2 separate regions of the Mus musculus genome follow, and region 2 is linked to region 1. A link is a contact called in public promoter capture Hi-C data. All regions are on one chromosome and are shown on one strand. Each heading gives the region's core, a stretch centred on a gene start, on an enhancer-like site or on the middle of the called end of the contact. The rest is flanking DNA. Distances are from core to core; before and after follow the strand shown.

Region 1 (7,465 bases), core at 2,880-5,379:
AATGGCTCAGTGGCTAAGAGTCTTTGCTGCCCTTACAGAGGACCCAAGCTTGGTTCCCAGCACCCACACCAGGTGGCTCACGGCCACTTGTAACTCCAGCTCCAGGGGATCTGAAGGCCTCTTCTGGCCTCCAAGGGTAACCCTATATGCATACACATAAATAATAAAGCAAATCCTTTTTTTTTTTTAAATCTTATTGGCATTGCCACTTGGAACTGTGTCTTTAGAGTGAATTTGTGTGTGTTGAATGCCTGTGTGCGCATACATATGTGGGTATGTATACCCGTGTGTGCAGATGTGGAAGGCAGAGGTTGGCATCAAGTGTCTTCCTCAGCCACTTCCCACCTTATTTTTTTCGAGACAGGGCCCCTCACTGAACGTTGACCTTACCACTTCATCCAGGCTTGCCTAGCTGACTAAGGACCCCCACAGAACCTCCTGACATCCTGCCAACCCACCCCTACCCCCAGACCTGAGGGTCACAGACATTTGACCCCACACCTAGGTTTGGTTGTGTGTGTGTGTGTGTGTGTGTGTGTGTGTAGGTACCAGAGATCCTAACTCAGGTGTTCAAGTTTGCACAATGAACGTTTTACCCACTGAGCCATCTCCTAGGTCCAAGGATTGCATCTTACAAACTATGTCAACATAAACAGGACATTTGATTACTTAGCTGAAGCAAGAGCAGAAGAGGAGACAGTGGTTCCCTGACCCTGGGGACCTGTTTTGCTAAGATCCTAAGAGGCTAGATGGCTAGGAGTTGGGGAAGGTGGATTTCTCAGCACTTAACTGCTGAGACGCAATGCAATGGCGGCCAGCCCACCTTACCTTCTACTGAGTCAAAACTTTCTATCGATCCACTTTCTTCCATTCTTGATGAGCACCTAAGGTCCAAGAGCATCCAAGAGCTCGTGGGATCTCCAGTGTGCATGCAATAAGGAGCACCTTTAATGAGTCCAAATGGATTTTTTTTTTTGAGATTGAGCCCACCTTTTTGTCTATGGGCATGATCGACTGTATCTCTATTACAGCACTCAACTCAAGTCTTAAATTCTGCCCTCTGCATTTGCATTAAAAGATGAGTCCAGCCCAATTCTTTCTACCTCCTCAATCAACCCTACCACTGCCACATTCACATATACTCAGAATATCTGGCACTAGGAAAAATAATCCATTATCCACTTGTTCTTTCGTTCAACAAAGACCTCCTAGGAATTTATTTATGTGCCTAGCCCAGAGCTGGGACTGGAAGCCTTAGGCTTGATGTCTGGACAGATTTAAAACTGACCATTCTTGCTCAAGTCATAGCTTTGTGGTTGAGTACCTACCCAGCCAGAATCCCCCTATGAGGGCGTAGGGCACAGCTTAGCAGTAGAACACTTGCCTAGCATAAGCAAGGCCTTGGGTTCTATAAATACAAAACTGGCCATTCTAAAAAGATTTTCAGGAAGCAGGAAGATCGTAAGTAGGAAGTTATTTCCACAAAGTTGAGTTTGATATGCCCAGATAATCAATGCAAAGATTTGCATACACTTGAGAACTTCAATCTCTGATCAAATTCCAACCATGGCGATCTAACTGGGCCATCTGAGATCCTCACTGGCTTTATGACAGCTTGTTAAACTGTCCTCTCTGGCTCGGAACTGGTGCTGCCAAGCTGCGGGCTGTTAAAGGTTAAGCTTCCGCTCTCTTTCCAGCTCCTCGGATGACTGCCTGGCAGTGGAGGGTGAAATGACCTCATTCGTCAGAAGGAAGACACAGAAAGAGGTTCTGAGACAAAAAGGGGATCTGCCAAGGAAAGACAAGGAGTTTTCAAGTTCAAATAAAAGCCAGAAGACACCCTTGGTGAACCCTAATATGTAATGGTAGTAATTATAGAGTCCTGCTTACCACCCCGCATATGACAAGTGAACCCCAGTTGGCACATTTTCTGAGCCAGCTCCTAAAGATCCTTTAAAGACATGGGGAGCGTCTCCCACTGCCTCCAACATAGGGCTGAGGTGTTATTCCCTCCACCATGCAACCCACACCAACCACCATTTGCTTCCCAAGCCAGATATGTTTTATAGCCTGCAAAACGTGATAAGACTGCCCCAGAGTCCAAGTGCTTGTGTCTGTTCTAAGTCCAGAGTCATCCCATACTTTCAGTGTTTCCATCTGGGGCACACAGTGCTTTCTTTGTGTGTATTTCCCAGTGAACTTTATCCTGGAGCAGTTTAGAAGCTTCGTATCCTCCAAGCTCATAAACAAAGCAATCGTACCTGGACAGCTTTTAAAAATAAAGCCTTGCCCACTCCGGCTGAGTTCAAGTCTCAAGCGCTGAGTGTGTTTTCTGCTAGGAGAAGGTTGCTGTGGCCCTGGAGTCTGGGTCACCTCAGTCCTAGGTGTGTACTCTAGGACATGTTCAGAGCTGGGTTGGGTGTGACTGGGTAGACAACAGGAAGCACCAGGAAGGACTAGGGAGACAGCTCAGTAGTTAAGAACACTGGCTGTTCTTCCAGAGGACCTAGGTTTGTTTCCCAGTACCCACATGATGGTCACAACCTTCTGCAACCCAAGTTTCAGGGAATCTGAAGCCCTCTTCTGACCTCTGACATATGCACCAGGCATGTACATATATATGTATCAGTCACAGATGACATACATGCAGTCCAAGTAGCTTACACATAAAATAAAAGTTTTAAATAATGTGCCAGGAGCCACACACCTACATGGCCTCTACAAGATGAAAGAAAGCACAGACATCCTAGACGCCTCAGCCGACCTGGGGGCTGAGGAAATGGGTCAGTTTGTAAAGTGCCTGTGGTGCGAACATTGGGACCTGGGTTCCATCTGCGGAACCCATGTGAAAAGCTACATACAGTAGATATGCTCTTGTACTCCCAGTGCTGGGAATTTGGGAGACAGGTGGATTCATGGGGCTTGTGGAGACTTGATAGCCATCAGTCTATCCTTTTTAGCTACTTCAGTAAGAGACTCTGTCTCCAAGATATATATAGTAGATATCGGCTGAGGAATGACGCCCAAGGTTGACTTCTTGTAACACACACACACACACACACACACACAGAGGAAATTTTTAGACAGTCTTGTGATTTACATAGTTGTAAAGCATGGGATTTTAAACTTATTCTTAATGTTCTGTTATTCCAGTAATCAGATCTTGGCGTTAGTTACTTTTTTTGGCACCCCGGAACTTTCAAAATTGTGGGTGGCTCCATCCATGAGAAACCATGCCCCGTGGACCTTCAATCAGGGAAACCGATTCGTAGGAGGTATGTGGAAGTTACTCAAAGGCAGAGAGCTTAGAGGATTCACCTGCGGAGGATGTGAGCCTCGAGCTTTCAGAGCCAGCACCTTGTGGCGGACACTAGACCAAAGACCTAGAAGCCCAAAGGTCCAGGTCCTGTTCTAAAAGACACCACAGTGTAGGGGCTTGGCTGGAACTCTGGGAGGGCCGGGAGAGGGCGAACAGAGGTATTACCTCCACTGCCAAGCCTTAGGCGAGATGGCCTGGTCCACTGGGTCCAGCCACCTCGCCTTGTACTGCTCCAGCCTCGCCCACCAGGCTGCTCAGCCACGCCCACACGAGGAAGACTCTCCCATTCCCTTGCCTGCCTCAGCTGGGGCTGTCTAAACCACGCCATCCTCGCTTCAGCACCGCCCATCGGTCTGCTAGACCGCGCCCACCGGCTCAACTCTGCGGTGCCACTCTGGCGGACACAGCTAGGGCGACTTCGTTCACTCCGTCCCTTCTTGTTTCGGCCACGCCCATCCGCCATCTAGGCCACGCCCATCAGTCCATTTCAGGTGGGGGGAGTAAGGGCGCGTCCCCTCCCCTTGGCTTCTCCCTCTTGTTGGCCTCTCAGACCCCACCCCCGCTCCACGTCTCAGCTGGGGCCAATCAGTCCGGCGCGCTGGCCGGGCTTCTGCTCCGCTTAGCAAGCCCCTAGGCCACGCCCACCTAGCGCAACAAGTCTCTTCCAGGTTCCCCCGGTTGCCCCAAAAGATCGACCCTCCCACCAGGCTGTCTCCGCGCGAGGCCGCCCCGCCCACTCTAGAGTACTCAGCCTAGGCCCCGCCCACCTCAGGTGGGGCTGCCCCGCCCTCTGGCCGTACGGCCCCGCCCACTCCGCCCGCCTCAGGTGGGGCTGCCCGTCCCTTTGCTCGTCCCAGCCTTGGCAGGCTACGTCTACCTCGCAGCTCCTTACAGACCGAAGCGCCGCAAAGTTTTGACATTTTGGCAGCAGAGACGCGCACTGACTCTCTCCCGCTGACAGCTGTGGCGGCGGCCGACTCTCAAGGACCACTCAGTCTCAAGTCCTAGGCGCTCCCGCCGCCCGGCGGCCACGAGGCCCCGCCGCGTCCTCCCGCGCTCGCCCTCCCGGAGGCTGCAGCCATGTCTCGGGGGCCGGAGGAGGTGAACCGGCTCACGGAGAACACGTACCGGGTAAGTGTGGGACTTTGCGGAGCTCGAGACGGGAGACCGGGGGGATCCGGGACTCTGTGGTTCCAGGCTGAGGGCGGAGGCTGGGAGGCCCGGAGACTTGGGAACTCCAGGGTTCGAGGCCAGGAACGTGAGCCCGGACAAGCAGCTGACCATTGTCGCCAGCGGGGTCGGTCGAGATTCTTTTTCGCTTTTGAGATAAAGTGGGGACTTTACATGATAAGGGCCTCCCCTTCCCCCTTGGACCCTTGGAGACTCCCAGGGACCCCACATTTCCCGTGTTGGGGGAAGGGGATTGGAGACGTGGACGACAATCCGCGGGGTCCCCGAGAGGTTCTTATCCTCCCCCAACTTCTCTTTGTGGTCAGTGACTGCGCTGGTCTGACCGCTGGGGCTAACCCCTCCCCAGATCCAAAAGAGAGAGAGAAAAGAGACAAGCTCGAGTTTCCTCGGAGAAAAGAAAGAATGTAGGGGAGAAACTCCTCCGTAATTAGGAATCCATCGCCAGGTGAGCCTGGCTCCCTCGGCTCAGGGAATTTTCTAGGCTGCCAGGGAATCTGCTCCTGGGAAGACTTGAAACGCCTTCGCCCTCTTGGACTCTTTCATACAGTAGCTTTTAAGTTCGATTTGGCTTTTGATTACTTTTTGTTTAGCGTTTTGACAGTTTTATACATCTATATACAATTATTATGAGCATGTTCGCCCGCAGTTGGACTGTTTCTACGTTCATGATTTGGGGAGGTTATTGGAGTCAGAGAGCACTGAGATTTTAATAAGAATTGACTTAAGCTGACAGAACGTGTGGTGATTGGTCGCTTAACTGGCATGTTATGTGAGAGAATTTTTCCAGAAACAGACATGGGATTAGTGGCCAGTTTAGTAAGTTTAAGTACTTATAAATGAATTCCATTTGAAATGAGATATCCGTTTAATCATCTGCTATTAATAGAATACAAAACAACTTTTGTTTTAATTCCACTTAGGTCCACTGAACCCCTGAGATTTAAAGTTCTCTAAATTTACTTGTAGTCATGATTAAAACCCACTCTTTGGTCATTTCTCTAGATTCTTTTTTCACCCACTCTTTGGTCATTTCTCTAGTTTTTTTTTTTTCACCCCTAAAATTGAGTTTCTAGATTTGCAAGGTCTTAGTTCCTGAAATCAGAATTTATTGAGTTGCTGGAAAATCATTTTAAAGCAGCATGAAAATATTTTCAGAATTCATTGTGGCTCCAAATCATATCCACCCCTCCATGTGTGCACTATAACATTTATTCTAGATAGACAAAGTAGACTGTATTATTATGATTTTGAAGGTTCACAACTGTGACCAAAACCTGTTCCTATTAGTGTGCTTCCTTAATTAAATGATAATTTTTAGAAATGCCAGAAATTTGAATGTTTAAAGCCTTGTATTTGGATTGGCATTGTTCAGACTTAAATGATGTGAAGCCGGTAGAACTGGGGTGTGGGGTGTCGACAGAGTATGGAAGTAAAATGCCCTAGCGTGGGGGAGACAAGATACTCAGATGAATACTCAGTCAAGGAAAAACCATAACTGAGGAATGTGGGTTATTTATTGTAGTCTGTGCGTGGAATCCGAGCATCTGCTGCAGTGGAAAACACAGGCACAGTTAAGTTTCTCAAACACAATTGATTGTTTATCTTGCTGGTCTGGAAAGAAAATGTCAACTTTAGACAAGCAATCAGATGCCCTGAGCAAACTGTTCTTTTTCTCACTTCTGACTGAGAAACCTTTGGTTGGTGTGGGCAGGCAGATTACAGTACCACAAAAATGAACCACCTTGGCCTGTCTTTCTACCCACAGAGCTGGAGTAAGAGGAAGACTGTTGATTTTGTTGGTTTGGTTGTTGTTGACTGTTGATTTTGTTGTTTTGGTTATCCGCATTGGTAGACGTAAGGCATAGTTAGTCCTTTTGGGGATGTTTTGTTTTCTGACAGGGTCTCACTATGTAGCCCTGATTGGCCTGGAATTTGATATGTAGACCCGGTTGACCTCAGATTCAGAAGTTCACCTTCCTCTGCCCCCTCCCAAGGGCTGAGGTTAAAGCACTACAACTCCTAGCTATTTAGTTGTTGTTGTTGTTGTTTATTTGTTTGTTTGTTTTTTTCCTTATTCTTTTTTTAAAGACACTCTTGTATATGTAGTCTAGGCTAGCTTTCCTATGAACTCGCTATGTATCCCAGGCTGGTCTCAGCCTCCCCAATGCTGGGGTTGGAAGTGTGCACCGCCATACTGGCTCATTTTCAGTTTTGAAAGGTTGTAATAGATTGAAGATCAGAAACCAGTGTGTTATTGGTTTCCATCCCCAAGTGTTGAAACATTTCAAAAGCTCGCTAAATGTCAATTGATTTTAACCAGGATTTCCTTGTTAATATTTTGGGGTCAGGTTTGTTTTGTTTTGTTTTGTTTTTAATGTGGAGATAATGGGATTTAAAAAAAATCACAGCACTAGACAGGAGATTTCTATATCTATAAAACAAAGTGGAGGCTGCTAGCCCATAGTTTGACTCTAAGGAGATGCACACTTAAATTTACATTTATGGGGGTGATTGGAAGCCTGAAAAGCCTTTTATTATAATTGAGGCTAAAAACTATTTAAGTGCAACATTGCAAGAATTCTACTGGCAATGTTGGTGAATGTGTTCTTTTAAAAACAGATTTCTTTTTTTCTTTTTCTGCTTTCTTTTTTCTTTCTTTTCTTTCTTTTTTTTTTTTTTTTCCCCTGAAACAGGGTTTCTCTGTGTAGCCCTGGCTGTCCTGGAACTCACTCTATAGACCAGGCTGGCCTCAAACTCAAAAATTCGCCTGCCTCTGCCTCCCAAGTGCTGGAATTAAAAGCATACACCACCACTGCCTAGCTAAAAACAGATTTCTTTGTGTTACCTGGCAATATTTCACTAATAGAAATACAACCTAACCAGGTGCATTTACAAAGGCCACCTGCAAATGAGATTTAATGTCTTGCCTCTCTGGGTTTTAGTTTTGTGTGTGTG
Region 2 (7,465 bases), core at 2,081-4,580, 2.8 Mb before region 1:
TCAACAAATCTAACGAGGTGGTCATGTTAGCCAGGAAGCCGCTGAAGTCGTCCCAGCAACAAATCGGCAGTCGCTATTCTAGGGTCCTGAAAGCCTTGGCTGCCTTTAGTTTGGCACCATGACCTCTCCAGGGAGATCAGAAAACTAGTCCGAGTGAAGCTGAGGCTCGGATGGATGGGAATGGGAGCGGGGCCAAGGGTGCGCAGGGGCAAGTAACCAACCCCCTTCGATCTCCTGCACAAAAACCGGGGAATCAAAAGTGGCTTCTGGGGAGGGGGGGCGCACGCTGTTCTAGAGGAGAACTAGAGAGAGACCTTCGCACTGAGCCTGGTTTCAATGAGAAGACAATACAAGGGACCATCACGAATGCTGAGCAACCCTAGCTACACTTTTCCGCTCAAAAGAATCTTTGCCTAAATACAGCCGGTTCGTTCGTGGTTCCTCAGGGCGTGTTAGAGAACGGGTGGTGGGCTTCTGGAACAAAGAGAAGAGTTCTAGGTATCCAATAAGAAACAGATGGAGAGCACCTGGGTCCGCAGTTCGCCCAGCTTTGAGTCCGCGAACTGTAGTAACACCTGCTATTGGGTGTCTAAGCGCGTACGCGCTCACCGGCTCGGCGGAACTCCACGCATCTCATCTAATACAGATGCATAAAAAGCCCACACAGATCCCCGAGGAAAGCCGGAATCAGCTGGAATCTTGCGCCACCTTTCAGGGACCTTTTGCCTGAAAGCAAAACCGGGGCGCACCCTTCATAAAGGCTAGAGCAGCTCAAACCCTAAGAAGGTTGGATCCCTGGTCTCTACCCTTGGAATTAGCCAGGGAAGCATAGCATCTTTTGTTGGAGATCGGAGGGAGCAGCCAGCCTGCCCGCCCTGCACAGGAATACTGGGAAGGACACGGAGTTGGAGTAGAATCCCGGAGCTTCAAGAGAGCTGCGGGTGTGGGGAGGAGAGTGGCTACCTGTAAGTGGAGGAGCTGAGCTTGGATCTCTGCAGCGCCCAAGCAGAGAGTGCCAGCCCTTGCCTGTGCCTGCCTGGCCTACAGCCTAAGCCTGGGGACCCCAGAGGCAGGGGAATTTCTAAGAAAAAAAAAGTTTATTTAAAATTTTGTACATAAATAAATAAATAAATATCTTCTGGCATTACAGAGACGATACAATGACACAGTCAGTCAGTCCCCAGAGGGAGTCGGGGCCTGGACAATGGGGAGAGGTTGGTTACAGCGGCTTCATTTGAAGGGGGTTTAGAGCGTATTGGAAACAGAGTCATTTTCCCCAATACAATACCATGTGAGACAGTTCTCTCTGCTAGGGGGACTTCTTCGAACAGCAAGACCTGATCCCTGTTTAAGGGACAAACGGACAGAAGGGAGAGACTTCCTGAGGAGGGAAGGAAAAGTTAAGTCCATAGACGTGTTGCATAAAGGACCACAGTGGGGGGAGACGAGTTGGGGGCAAGAAAGAAATGTTAAAAGAAAAGCAAACAGCCACTCGCGGAGTGAAAAGCCCAGATTGACCGAGAAGGAGAGAATAGTGGAACCGAGGAAGCTTGAACCAGCCCAGAGTTGGCAGGCGAAGAGGCGCTGGCGGTCAGCAAGGCGCTGTGCTCCGGCCTGCGTGCCTGGGAGAAGAGGCTGTGTCCTAGGAGGAGGACTCAGCCTTCATCGCTTGGAGTCCTCCTAAACACCCTGAAGCCCAAGGGACAGGGGCACTGTCTTCAAGTGTCTGCTAAGGTCTTAGCTCTGCCTAAAGCTGCGCACCACCGCAAAGCCCAACGAAATCCGTCGGTTGGCCAGCGGGTGCCTGGGGACCAGTGCGGGAAGGGTCGGGGTGGGGGGTGGGGAAACCAATGGTCCTCTAAAAGGCGCACCTACGGAGTGACTGTGAGATCTCTGTCATCCTTCCCGGAGGAAGATGGAGACATGGGCAATTCGTCGTCGTCCTCTGAGCATTTGGCTGAGGAGAGCGAAGAGCACTTGCAGCCTTGCGGTGCGCCCCCGCCGGCCCCCGCCCCAGCTCCGCCGCGGTGGTTACTGCCTTTGCCTTCTTTCTTGTGCTTCACCCGGCGGTTCTGAAACCAGATCTTCACCTGCTTCTCGGACAGGTTCAGATAGGTCGCGATCTCGATGCGCCGCAGGCGGGAGAGGTACATGTTGGAGGCGAACTCTCGCTCCAGCTCCAGGAGCTGTGTGCTGGTGAACGCCGTCCGCATCCTCTTGCTGCTGGGCAGCTGGTTCGAGCTGCTGTCTGGAGGGCGATGGGGGGGGGGGGGAGGGAGGGAAAGAGAGAGAGAGAGAGAGAGAGAGAGAGAGAGAGAGAGAGAGAGAGAGAGATCATCAAACCTCTGAGCCTTGGGCCTAATTTCCCGCTGAACTGAGGCTAGCCTCAACCTTGGAATCAGGCACACATCCCTTCCATCCTTCCATTCATCACTCCACAGGCGGGTGCCTCCTTGCCAAGTCACAGACTCCAATTCTCCTCGGAATCGGTTGTCCCTAACACCCCTTTAAGGAACATCTCAAAGCTGGCCTTAACCCCTTCCCCTTCGCCCCAGGATCTTTCTGGCTTCTCCCCGGTTCCTACGTCCGGTCCCAGTCTAGCACTGTGAGCGCCCCTCGAGTATCCTCACCGTCCCCCATAGCGCGCCGTTTCCCCATCCCTAGCTCACTCACTTCCCCCCACCCCGGGACCACCGCCCCCCAATTTCGCGCGGGGACCCCGCTTACCCACAGAGATGCAGTGAAACTGTCTGGGATCCGGCAGCGGGTAGGAGGTCTGGTAGAGTGCAGCAGCTGCTGCGGCCGCAGCCGGGCCGTGGGCGACTCCAGGGGACACGGAGTGCTGGCGGCCCAGGGGTGCGTGGCAGTACTGCGATCCGAAGGGAGGGAAGGACGCCTTGAGTAGCGGCAGTGCCGGCGGCCCGGGGGGCCCGTGCAGCTGCGAAGCGGTGACACAGAGGGGACACACGCACAGCAAGCCGGCCTTGCGCGCGTGGCAGGCGCCCGGCGAGAGGCCGTGGAGCGCGTGCGGCGGCGGGACCGCGTAGGGGAAGAGCGGTGGCGGGCTGCCCTCCGGAGCCTTCTTGTCGCTGGCTTCCCGCAGCACAAGGGAATCCACCAGGAAGGAGCGCGGCATGGCTCCGGCGCGCGGTCCACCTGCCGCCAGCCCGCCCCTGGAGCCCGAGGGAACTGCAGATCCTGTCGTAGCTTCCCCTGGCCGCGGCCACCCGCAGCTTCCCGGGCCCCGGAGGCTCCACGCGCGGCTCAAGCCCGGGCTGGAATCACCTTGGCTGCTGCTGCGGGCACCTCCCGGAGCGGGCGAGGTGCTGGCCAGCGCTAGTGGTGCTGAAAGACGCCGGCGGCGCCGCTTAAATAGGACTATTGCCATGTGATGGGCTACGCCAGGAGCGGCCGGGGCCTCTCAATAGGGTTTTTGTGCCCTTTCTCTTGGCATTCACTCTGCACGCTTCCTCATTATTTCACTTGTTAACTAAATGAACTGCATAATGTACTCTATTCTTGTCAACCCCACCCACGCCGTAACAGGCGCACTCGCCCCCCTCCTCTTCCCTTTTCGGGTTTATTTTCTCATTCTCCCGCGATTTAATATTCTTTTCTTTCTCTTTATTTCTTACTTTCCTTTGGCTTTGCGCTGGCGATCGGTCCATTTATCTTATTGATTTCCGCACCCGTGCTGCCTCGCTTGCACAGATCCCCGTGGGCGCACACCCATCTCCTCTGCCCACTTGATCCTGGTCCCTTTCTTTCTGTTACTTCTTCCTTGCTCGTTCCCCCCACCCCAGTTCCACCAAGTGTATCGCTTTCGCTTAGTTCTCGAAGCTCAGCTCTGCATCCTATGAAGCATCCTAATGGGCGGCCACCATTCCCACCTGTGGAGTCTCTTCTCTCGCACTATTTGGAGACAGAAAAACAAGGTTTCTGAGTGCGCCTCAGAGGATGAGAGAAAGGCTCCCTAGTCCTCATTGGAGACTAACCTCATCTCTGTCCGTGTTTTCTCAGAAAATCAAAGGCTCCCAATTTTGGTGTTGCCTGTGACTCCTCATCTTTGTTCGGTGGACCCTTGGCCAACCAGCTCTTCCCTTCAACAACAGGGCCGTGTATGTAAAGAAATAGCAACAAAACAAGTACGCGGGTGGGTAGTCTTTGAAAATACGGACAGATACATAGCAAGGGGAGTGAGAGCCGAATTCGTGGGTATGAAGCTTTCCCACCCCACCAAACGTGGTGAGTGTGGATGGTGTAGACTCTCACAGACGTTGCGCGCGCACTCTCCACTCGCACACACTCCACTAGACACGCCGGTGCACTCGAAAGCGTTGCTTCCCACGGCTGGAGAGAAAGGAAGAGCACTCTTCTGTCTTTCCCAGTTTCTGTTGCCCTTTGCTTCCTCCTACCGTCGCCGCACTCTTTTTTTTCTTTCTTTCTGGTAACACAATGGTTAAACAACTTCAAATGCCACGCTCTGTGTACACAGCTTCAGTTTTTTAAAAAAATCATCCCGGGATTCAGAGCTGTCTCTGTCCCTGTGCGTTTAACATACAATGAGAAATTAGCATAAAAGATTTCGAATTTACTACTTTCGATTTTACAAATCGCCACAGTCACCTGCTCTGAACCGTGAACGGAATCGTGAGACCAAGAAAGGGGAGCTTTACGGAGGGGGTGGATGAATCAGTGCAAGGCCGCCCAAACCCGAGGCCTCTGTATGGGTTTGCAGTGTTCATGACATCCGAGCCGCCACAAACAACTGGTTAAAAAAATCAAAGATGATTTGTTATGGGAGAGGGTGTGTGTGAGAGCAACTGCCTCGACAATGGGAGGGTCGCCATAGGGGGAGCTAACCTGCGTGGAGGGCGTGCCATCTCGCCATCTAGCAAGAGTGAGGGCTCAGTGGTCCCCTGGTGCTTGGCATGCGGTGCCCCCAAGCTATGGTCTCGGCCCCAAAGCTCCCGCAAACCAGCCGGTACGCATCAATGCAGCCTAATTCCCGTTCTAATTGCTCTCTGGGAAATTTGGGCTGGGCTGGGTGGCGGGAGAGCTGAGACTAGAGAGGGGCTCCCCGCTGGGCTGAGGCGGGTTAGGGCGGAACGGGTGTGGACGCTGCCCGAGGGTAGAAGGGGGAGGCTGCTGCGCTCCAAAGCTGGCAAGTCAGCCGAGGTGCCAATGCAAGGGCTCTCCTGGGAGCTGCCGAACGCCCCAAGCGAGGAAAGGGTTAAGAGCCCTTGAATACAAGCAAGGCCAAAGCTACTGGGAAAGAATATGGGGGGGGGGGGGGGAGAATAACCAGTTTCCCCCTCTCCCTCCAGCCCCTAGACCTTATTGAATGTCATTGAAGAAAGTTTTGAATGCCAGATAAAGAGAGGCGAATTAAAGTGTGTGACAGCGGAGGATAAGCAAACACAAAGAGAACTCTGTCACACTTTGGGACAAAATCCGTGGGCTTTTTACCAAGTCTCTTCGCTATGATTGAATTAAGTAATAGGAAAACATTTTCTTTCAGTTTAGAACCATTAGACAAAACCTTCAAAGCGAATAACACTTTTTAATGTGCGGCCCCACAGTGGACCGGGGTTTGTGCCGAAATGGTGAAACGGTTGGTTGTGTAACTCGGAACGGGGGAGTCCCGGGCAGGGACTGACCTGTCCCAGGGTGTTTTCACCCGGCCTGAAGAGAAGGCGCTGGCAACCTGGCTATGTCCAAACTCTGCGATGGGTAATGGACTCCCTGCTCGGTGTTCCTAGGTCACCGCTGCACCAGGCAATCACTTGATAAAAAGTTCTGCTTCGTGGAGCAGTACGGGCAGCTAGGTCCGCTCCCCGGGCGCACGGTGGCCCTGTCGCCCTGCCTTCTGCCTCTGCGTTCCCCAGTTCCTCTTGTGGTCTTCCCCGCAGCGGAGCTGCTTTTCTACTTAAAGCTCCAGGCCGAGCTCCCTTCGGCTGAACTGTTCTCCGCGGAACAAACGCCCCCTAGGGAGGGGCAGGGTGGGAGCAGGCAGCCGGATTAGCCTGACAGCCCTGCGACAGCCCCCCCCCCCCCATCGTCGCCCCCCCCCCCCCAGCCCCTGGGCCTCAGCGCCCGCTTCCCCGCCCCCAGCCGGTTTTCAAGTGTCCATCAGGTACGGCTCAAACTGGAACCGTTTCTGCGATCCCGGCCTTTTCTTCCCCGTGCACACCGCGGCCTCCCTTGTGAGATATTTGCAGGAAGGAAAAAAAAAAGCATAAATGTGGATTTTCCCCATCTCCATCCCTCAAAGATCATTTGCCTTCTCATAGAAGCCATATTTAAAACACCATCCGTCTCCCTGCCCTCTCTACCTCAGAAGCTTCTGCCTCAGAAGCAACTTCTAAGTTGGTTGTGCCTTTTGCTCTTTCACTTTTCTGGCTCCCTCACCATCCTGAAATCCGTGTTCTGGAAGAATGAGGGTCTGCTGTATCTGTTGCAAAAACTCCCTAACTCATAATAGGCTTATTTGTTGGGGGAATAAATCAAGGTGAAAGAACTCACCCGGAAGCAGGACTTTCCTTGGATTTTCTGCCGTGTCCGCCTAGCCTAATTCTACCTGGATCCTGAGGAGCCTGACTGGACTGGCAGACGTGTGTGGTGAGACCCAGGAGGTCAAGGGTCTTGGAATCTGCGGGTCCTCCCTCATTCCCGGGATCTGGGCCTTCATAAGACCTCAATGTGTTTGTTAACTGACTATCAGACAAACCTAAGAATGCCCCATCCACCCCCAGCCTCCGAGGCAGGTTCTAGAGACAAAATGGCTTCCATTCGAGGTAGTTCTTACGGAGAAAGACTTCATGTCTGAGATGTTTCCTGTTTATAGAAAAGAGGAGGTTGAGCTGGAAGGGGAAGAGATACATACAGTCCACGCCTAGGAAATAGCAGCACAGTTCTGCCTTTTTTTTTTATTTTATTTTATTTTATTTTATTTTATTTTATTTTATTTTATTTTTGGCTGAGGTACCAGAGAATTCCTGTTGTAAGGAAAGATTCTGTCTCCTGAGCAGCAGGTGTCTAGACAGCTGGCCCAGGGGCTTGCCAGCTGTCCCAATGAGCAGAAACAAGAGGCCAGGGGTGTCAGGGAATGCTGACTGCAACCAGGAGAGGAAGATCCCCAAGGAGATTGAGGACCGTGACAATGGGTGTGCACAGGAAGATGAGGTGAGACCCAGTCATGGAGACTTGAACTGACACCCTTGGATTTCTGCACGTGGTCCAAGATTTACTTATTTAGTCCTTCCTCCTCCTCCTCCTTCCCCCTCCTCCCCCCCCTTCTTCTTTGAGACAAACATTCTCTCTGTAGCCCCTTCAATACTGGAACTGGCTCTTTAGATCACACTGGCTAAAACTCATAAAGATCCCCCTGCCTCTGACTCCTGAGTGATGGGATCAGAGGCATGCACTGTTAATGCTTGATTCTCAAGATAGATCTTCCTTCCTT

Evidence for each region. Promoter capture Hi-C pulls out the DNA fragments that hold promoters and counts their contacts.
Region 2: a contact with region 1 is called in a promoter capture Hi-C map of stem cell-derived epiblast-like cells, with 5 times the contacts expected there. The contact joins the promoter of Gsx1 here to the promoter of Baiap2l1 in region 1.

What each region holds. Positions count from the first base shown.
Region 1 is chr5:144,354,776-144,362,240 of GRCm38.p6, reverse strand. It overlaps Baiap2l1 (BAI1-associated protein 2-like 1), which reads left to right and starts at 4,129. Exons shown (of 14, transcript NM_025833.3): 1 at 4,129-4,450. The coding sequence starts at 4,400. It overlaps Dmrt1i (Dmrt1 interacting ncRNA), which reads right to left and starts at 4,318. Exons shown (of 2, transcript NR_102374.1): 1 at 4,197-4,318; 2 at 1,236-1,788.
Region 2 is chr5:147,184,561-147,192,025 of GRCm38.p6, reverse strand. Gsx1 (GS homeobox 1) reads right to left here and starts at 3,330. Exons shown (of 2, transcript NM_008178.2): 1 at 2,728-3,330; 2 at 1,079-2,248. The coding sequence starts at 3,136. The coding sequence ends at 1,872.